2 separate regions of the Mus musculus genome follow, and region 1 is linked to region 2. Evidence: chromatin contacts called from public HiCAR-type data. All regions are on one chromosome and are shown on one strand. The core of a region is the stretch at or near the end of the contact, and the rest is flanking DNA. Distances in the headings are between cores, read along the strand shown.

Evidence for each region. HiCAR-type assays count read pairs that join an accessible place to other places.
Region 1: a contact with region 2 is called in a HiCAR-type map of fibro-adipogenic progenitors, with 2.9 times the contacts expected there. The contact joins two enhancer-like sites. A contact is called at or near these places in 1 of 15 datasets of contacts at CTCF or cohesin (CD8 T cells), 4 of 484 Hi-C or Micro-C datasets (cerebral cortex, forebrain, nephron progenitors and 1 more) and 2 of 115 datasets of contacts at active chromatin or transcription factors (embryonic stem cells and fibro-adipogenic progenitors).

The regions. Positions count from the first base shown.
Region 1 is chr16:50,009,153-50,011,852 of GRCm38.p6, reverse strand. No RefSeq gene overlaps it. Among named protein-coding and RNA genes, the nearest start is that of Gm6936, 30 kb to the right of the region's middle. Within about 2 kb of position 1,267, at least 72 of the 459 cell types and tissues checked have an H3K27ac peak or open chromatin away from gene starts, as enhancers often do. A contact at or near this core is called in cerebral cortex and fibro-adipogenic progenitors, where this site is marked.
Region 2 is chr16:49,904,879-49,907,578 of GRCm38.p6, reverse strand. It overlaps Cd47 (CD47 antigen (Rh-related antigen, integrin-associated signal transducer)), which reads right to left. Exons shown (of 9, transcript NM_001368415.1): 8 at 767-798. Among named protein-coding and RNA genes, the nearest start is that of Gm19723, 50 kb to the left of the region's middle. Within about 2 kb of position 1,303, at least 133 of the 459 cell types and tissues checked have an H3K27ac peak or open chromatin away from gene starts, as enhancers often do. A contact at or near this core is called in cerebral cortex and fibro-adipogenic progenitors, where this site is marked.

The sequences.
Region 1 (2,700 bases), core at 18-2,517, 100 kb before region 2:
AAATGTTTTCTCTCCCTTTCCCAATAAAGAGAGTAATGGAAAGGATTATCTATGTATCTATCTATGTATCTATCTATGTATCTATCTATGTATCTATCTATGTATCTATCTATGTATCTATCTATCTATCTATCTATCTATCTATCTATCTATCTATCTATCTATCTACATATATATACACATATGTATACATATATATATCTCCTTTTGTGTACTGAGTTGCATTGAATGTACTGTATATGCCTAGAGTTGAGGTTTCTGGCCACTGTTTATGTTACCATCTCAACCTAATGCATTTCTAGGTCTGTACCAAATCCCTGTCAACAAATGCATTTTATGAAGACATAGCTTATAAGCTCTAGGTATGTATATTCCCAGGCTTATGTGAAACCTGAATCATTCAGGGAGCTGAGTGAAAGAAAACACGAAACTATGAATTCCTTCCTGAAGACCTGAAGAAGTACTATTTTTAAGAACTTGTATGACAATATTTCCCTTATGAAATCTTATCCAGTATTTGTCCTTGGCTGCTTAATTAATGGGGAGATAAAAGTGGCATGTAATCAGCTTATGAACGGAAGGAAGACATGGGCGTCTTAAATGATTGCAAAGATTGTTCTCTTAAGTGGGTTAAGGAACTCCTAGTTTCCTAGTGACCCTTTCCAGATTCTTAATTAACACAGTGTATCCTTCTTCATTGGGGAAAAAAAATCAGCAGAAGTGTTTGAAATACAGGCTTCGGTATATAAACCAAGGATGATTCACTGAGTCTACATTTTTTTTCTATACATTTTATCAAAGGAAGGAGCAAATTGGCTCAGTCTACATTGCTGGCAGCACCATCTTGAAGCAAAATGTTGGACAAGGTCTCCTGGCAAACAGTGGCCACTGCCCTTTTGCCCAGAAAAGGGGGTACTGTTGTACCAGCTGGAGCCCTATGCTGGCGGGCGGCAGTCTGCAGTGCTGCCTACTCATGCTAATGATCTCAGACCAATGCTGCTCTTACTGGGACGTGGGAGGAGAGCAGACCATGCCAAATTCTTGCACAAGGTCAAATGTTTCTGGAGAAAGAAAGCCAGGGTTAAATTAGCAGTCAGGCTGAGATGGGGGGTCACTGTGTGGTAGAATACAATCCAGTTCTGGTGAGTCTGCAAAGTCAATGGAGAGAGCAATAAAAAGTAATTACGAACGCATTTCTCAACTTGGAAAGCCAGCCACATCTCACACCAAGGCCAGATTCAGAGCCCTTCTGTTCCAAGGATGTTGGAGCAGGCTCAGGGACAGGAAGGGATTGTGTAAGCCAGCCGCTTCTCCCTGGCTTTGGAACCATGCACCCTGAAAGCAAAATGCATCTTGAAAGAGAAAAATGAAGGACATGTCTTTTTGAATTCCCCCTTTAATAGAAACATATTTTGTATCTACAATATACCCATGTTTTTAGGGCTGCTCACTAGTAAAAACAAAATCAGCATCAAAGCAAAGGAAGGGGAACCCTTTTAGGAAAATGTAAGCCATGGCAAACCTAAAATACCTCAGCTCTGCCCTGCTTACCAACATCAGGACCGCAGAGAAGCTGCTTGTGGGAGGGATGCATCCAAAGGGAGGAGGTGGAAAAAAAGAAGTCGTGGGAGGAAGAAGCGTTGATCTCTGGTGTCAGGGAGAAATTCGTGACAGAATTGACTGTTTTGGATTGACTATTTTGACAGTTGATTTTTTTACCTCCCCCCAGTCCCATCCCCGCAACTCCAGAATCATGACAGACAATTGCAGAACATCAAATTGATGAGTGAACACTTCATCAGATCTGGTTGCCTTAACAACTAAAATAGCCAAAATGTTAAGACAGTCAAACGGGATTGATTATTTTTTGATACAATCTGTGGGTGGTTGACCCAGGAATTCTCAGTCTAATCCCACCTATAAACAGAGGCTCTATCAGCAAGAAAGCAGGCATCAATCACCCGGATCCGTCCCATCCTCCAACGCCCCTGGAAGGCTGAGAAGCACCAGCAGCAGCAGCCTCTGGATGTCTCTAGGTGATGGGTGGCACAGGAAGCAGCCATCTGTGAGAGCTGGGATTCTGATCCCCGCAGCTTCTAGCAAGATAAGAGTCTGGCTTGGGTGGAAAAACAGATTGCCCCAAATCGTCGTCTAGAGGTGCTGAATCATGCATGAATGTCAGGGCATGATGCCAGCCATGGCAACTTTTCCTGAGGGCTTTATCTGGTATGAACCCAGAGAGTTCTGGGTTAGGATTTTTTTTTTCAAACTCACAGAGATAATTGTTGTGTCATACACCCAAAGGGAAATTAAATCTCGCTCGTAATTGGTATTTGCTGGCATCTTAAAGACAAGAGAAAGTTCACCTTAGATTCCTTAAGATCTTGAATTAAAACGTTTCCACTAGAGCCTGCTATAATGACACATGCCTGTAAATCCAAGAGGTCAGGTGACTGAGGTAGAAGGATTGCAAGTTTGAGGCTAGTCTGACTTACCTGGTGAGTTCAGGGGTCATTTCCAAGGTGGGTCCCTCTCTCAAAAATCTACAGAATCTTGAAAAATCCAAGTTTCACCAACATGCCAGATCTGCCAGCTGAGACCATGCCAGAGGCATCGTCTTAGCCTACTGGCTTCGGATTAGGTACAGAAGGCTTTTGGAGCTTCAGTCTTGTTTGTCTGTTTGCTTATTTGGGTCTCCCC
Region 2 (2,700 bases), core at 54-2,553:
GTCTCCTCAGAATAAGAGGCAGAGGTGAATTAACACATTCTCCCAAGCCCGCCCTTTGGGCGTGTCCTTAGAGGCTGCCAGAGTTATCTGCCAGTCACTGTGGACAGGAAGCTGAGTCCAATATACTCCCACTTCAGATCTTAATTCCATGTAAGAACTCTCAGGTCTGTCACCATGGTGAGTTTATACAGTAATTTTTTTTCTCATACATTTCCTCCTGAATTTGATCTTTTTCTTAGAATTTTCCCAAAGACCTTATGGAGGTATTCAAATACAATAAAACCTTTAGGAAGGAAAAATGCTGATAAAATCGTAGGTCATTATTTGGAATGGATCTCTTCAACAACATATACCTTACAGACTATACTTTTTAAGGAAGTCAATTTAACACAAACTTTTCTTCCTTAATGTCGTGCTCAAAACTGTCACTCTATAAACTCACATCACACAAATCCAACAGATGGGGAGACACAGTGGAATCAGCTTCCTGCTGATGGAAGAGATAATTATATTCCCCCTCATAGATTCTGCATCTACATAGGGAGTACAAACTTACAGGGACACTTCTGTCTCATCAGTACTTAAATGCCTCAAGGTAAATCTTATGACACAAACAGACCTATTCATACACAGGCCCTGAAATGACTTCAGCATTGCCTTAATTTGATGTCACATTAAGCATAGAACCAAACAGTCCAATGTTCCAACCCCTCATTTTAATCCACCAAACAACTGCTTTTAATTAATTTCATAAACTTGGACTTACCCTAGGAGGTTGGATAGTCCTCTGGTTGGAAGCTGGTATAAATAAAAGCATAAATGCAACCAATAAGATACATAAAGCAATATAATACTTAATTTTAAGATAACATACATGTTCAGGACTAAAGCCAGAAGGTACTAGAGACTCCAGTGCAGGAGTTGTAGCTTTGATGGTCTACTTGAAAACTACAGAGGACTCTTGATTAAATGCATTGACAGGAGAAAAGCAAAGAGATGCCTACAGCAAATAAAAAAAAATAGACTCACTCATGTGCACATGCCTCTCTCATGTCAGATACCTGTCATACCTCATGTTGAAGAGAGGCTGTCAACTACTCACTGTTACCAGGGTACCATCTCTTTCTCCTTCCCAGCTGGGATGGCCAGAATAGGGCAACGAGTGACTTCCCCTCTCTCAACACACTCTCCTTGTTCCGAACTGAGCAGCCTTTTCTTCCTTTCTCTCATATTCCCAGTCCTCAAAGCTCTAGGCAGCTAGCACGCTACAACAAAGCATGAGCCCTTCAACGCCCCCTCCCTCCCTCCCTCCCTCGAGCTTAGAGCTACCCCAGATTGGTAGTTTCAAACCAAACCAGGGCTCCTCCCTCTGTGTATTCCTCCCTGGTGTTTTGAGTTGCAACCTTTACTGCTTCTGCACAGATTAGCTAATGAAGATGCAATAATAGAGGGCAGGAACTAAATGACAAGAGGGAAAAGAACAACATTAGACTGGTTTTAAAAAAAGACAAGAAAAAAGAAAAGAAAACTTCCTTGTAAAACCAGTTCAGGGAGCCATAGAGAGCAAGGAAAGCAGGTCTTAACACATAGCCTGTGTCCCAAGAACAGGAAAACGTGACCAGAAATAGTCTCTCAACAACTCAGGATTCTTTTCCTAGGCACAATTTCCTACCCCACCCATCTCAGTTTGAGAACTCCAAGCTTCCAGGTTTTTTAAACAGTGTAAGCACTCCGAGAGCCACAGCGGAATACACAATGTAGTTTTAAGGCAGGAGCAATGCAGAGTAATTTCCCAGTCATTCTGGACTGCCGAGAAACAGTGTTAGGGCTTATAGGATTCCACAGAAACCCAACTGGCTAGCACACAGAGGCACGCCCAAGACAGCCAAGTTCCCCTACCCTGCCCGTGCAGACTCAGCAAGCGTCTAACGCTAATGAAGACCAGGCTTTCTCAAACTGGAAAAGTGCAGCCACCAGGCCAGACATACACATCACATTACCACTAGAATTAGAAGAGGTTAAATTACAAACAACTAGAAACATAGGGATAGGAGGGACAGGTTTCAAAAGAAGAGAGAAAGTAGGCAAGGAAGAATTTGGAGTGGTGGGAATGAAGAAAGAAGCAGCTATGGAGTGTATCACACAGTTAGGCAGGAGATTGGGAGAAAAATGCAGTCATTCTTAAGTTACGTAAACTGAACTCAAGTAACAGGGAGAAGTAAGTGCTCAGCTATAAATGAGGCAGTTACCCCATCCCCCATTGAGGCCCAGGGAACACTGGGGAAGAAAGGGCAGAAGGAAGATAAGGGGTGGACGACAGAAACCAGAGCTACATGACTGCTATCTTCTGGGCATGCTACACACATTCTAACCATGAACCCAACGCAATTACACTTGCCTGCAGTACACCTCAACAAGACTGGGCCTGTCAGAAGCCAGGTGCTGATGGGGGGGGAGGGGGACCCAAGAGGCCTGGATCCCTTCCATCAAAGAAATGGCTAAGGAAAGATTCTGAGCCCTGGAGAGGCATTCCCTCAGCTGAATAAATACTCATGAGCCTGTCGGGCTCCAGTAGACCATTCCAAACTCATGGTCACTTAGATGGCCCTGGTTAAACCCATTGAGTCTTAAAACACAAAGAGTTCCATGCTGTATCTCATGAATACAGCAACGAGATTTGCAGGGAGGAGAGTGGGTTGA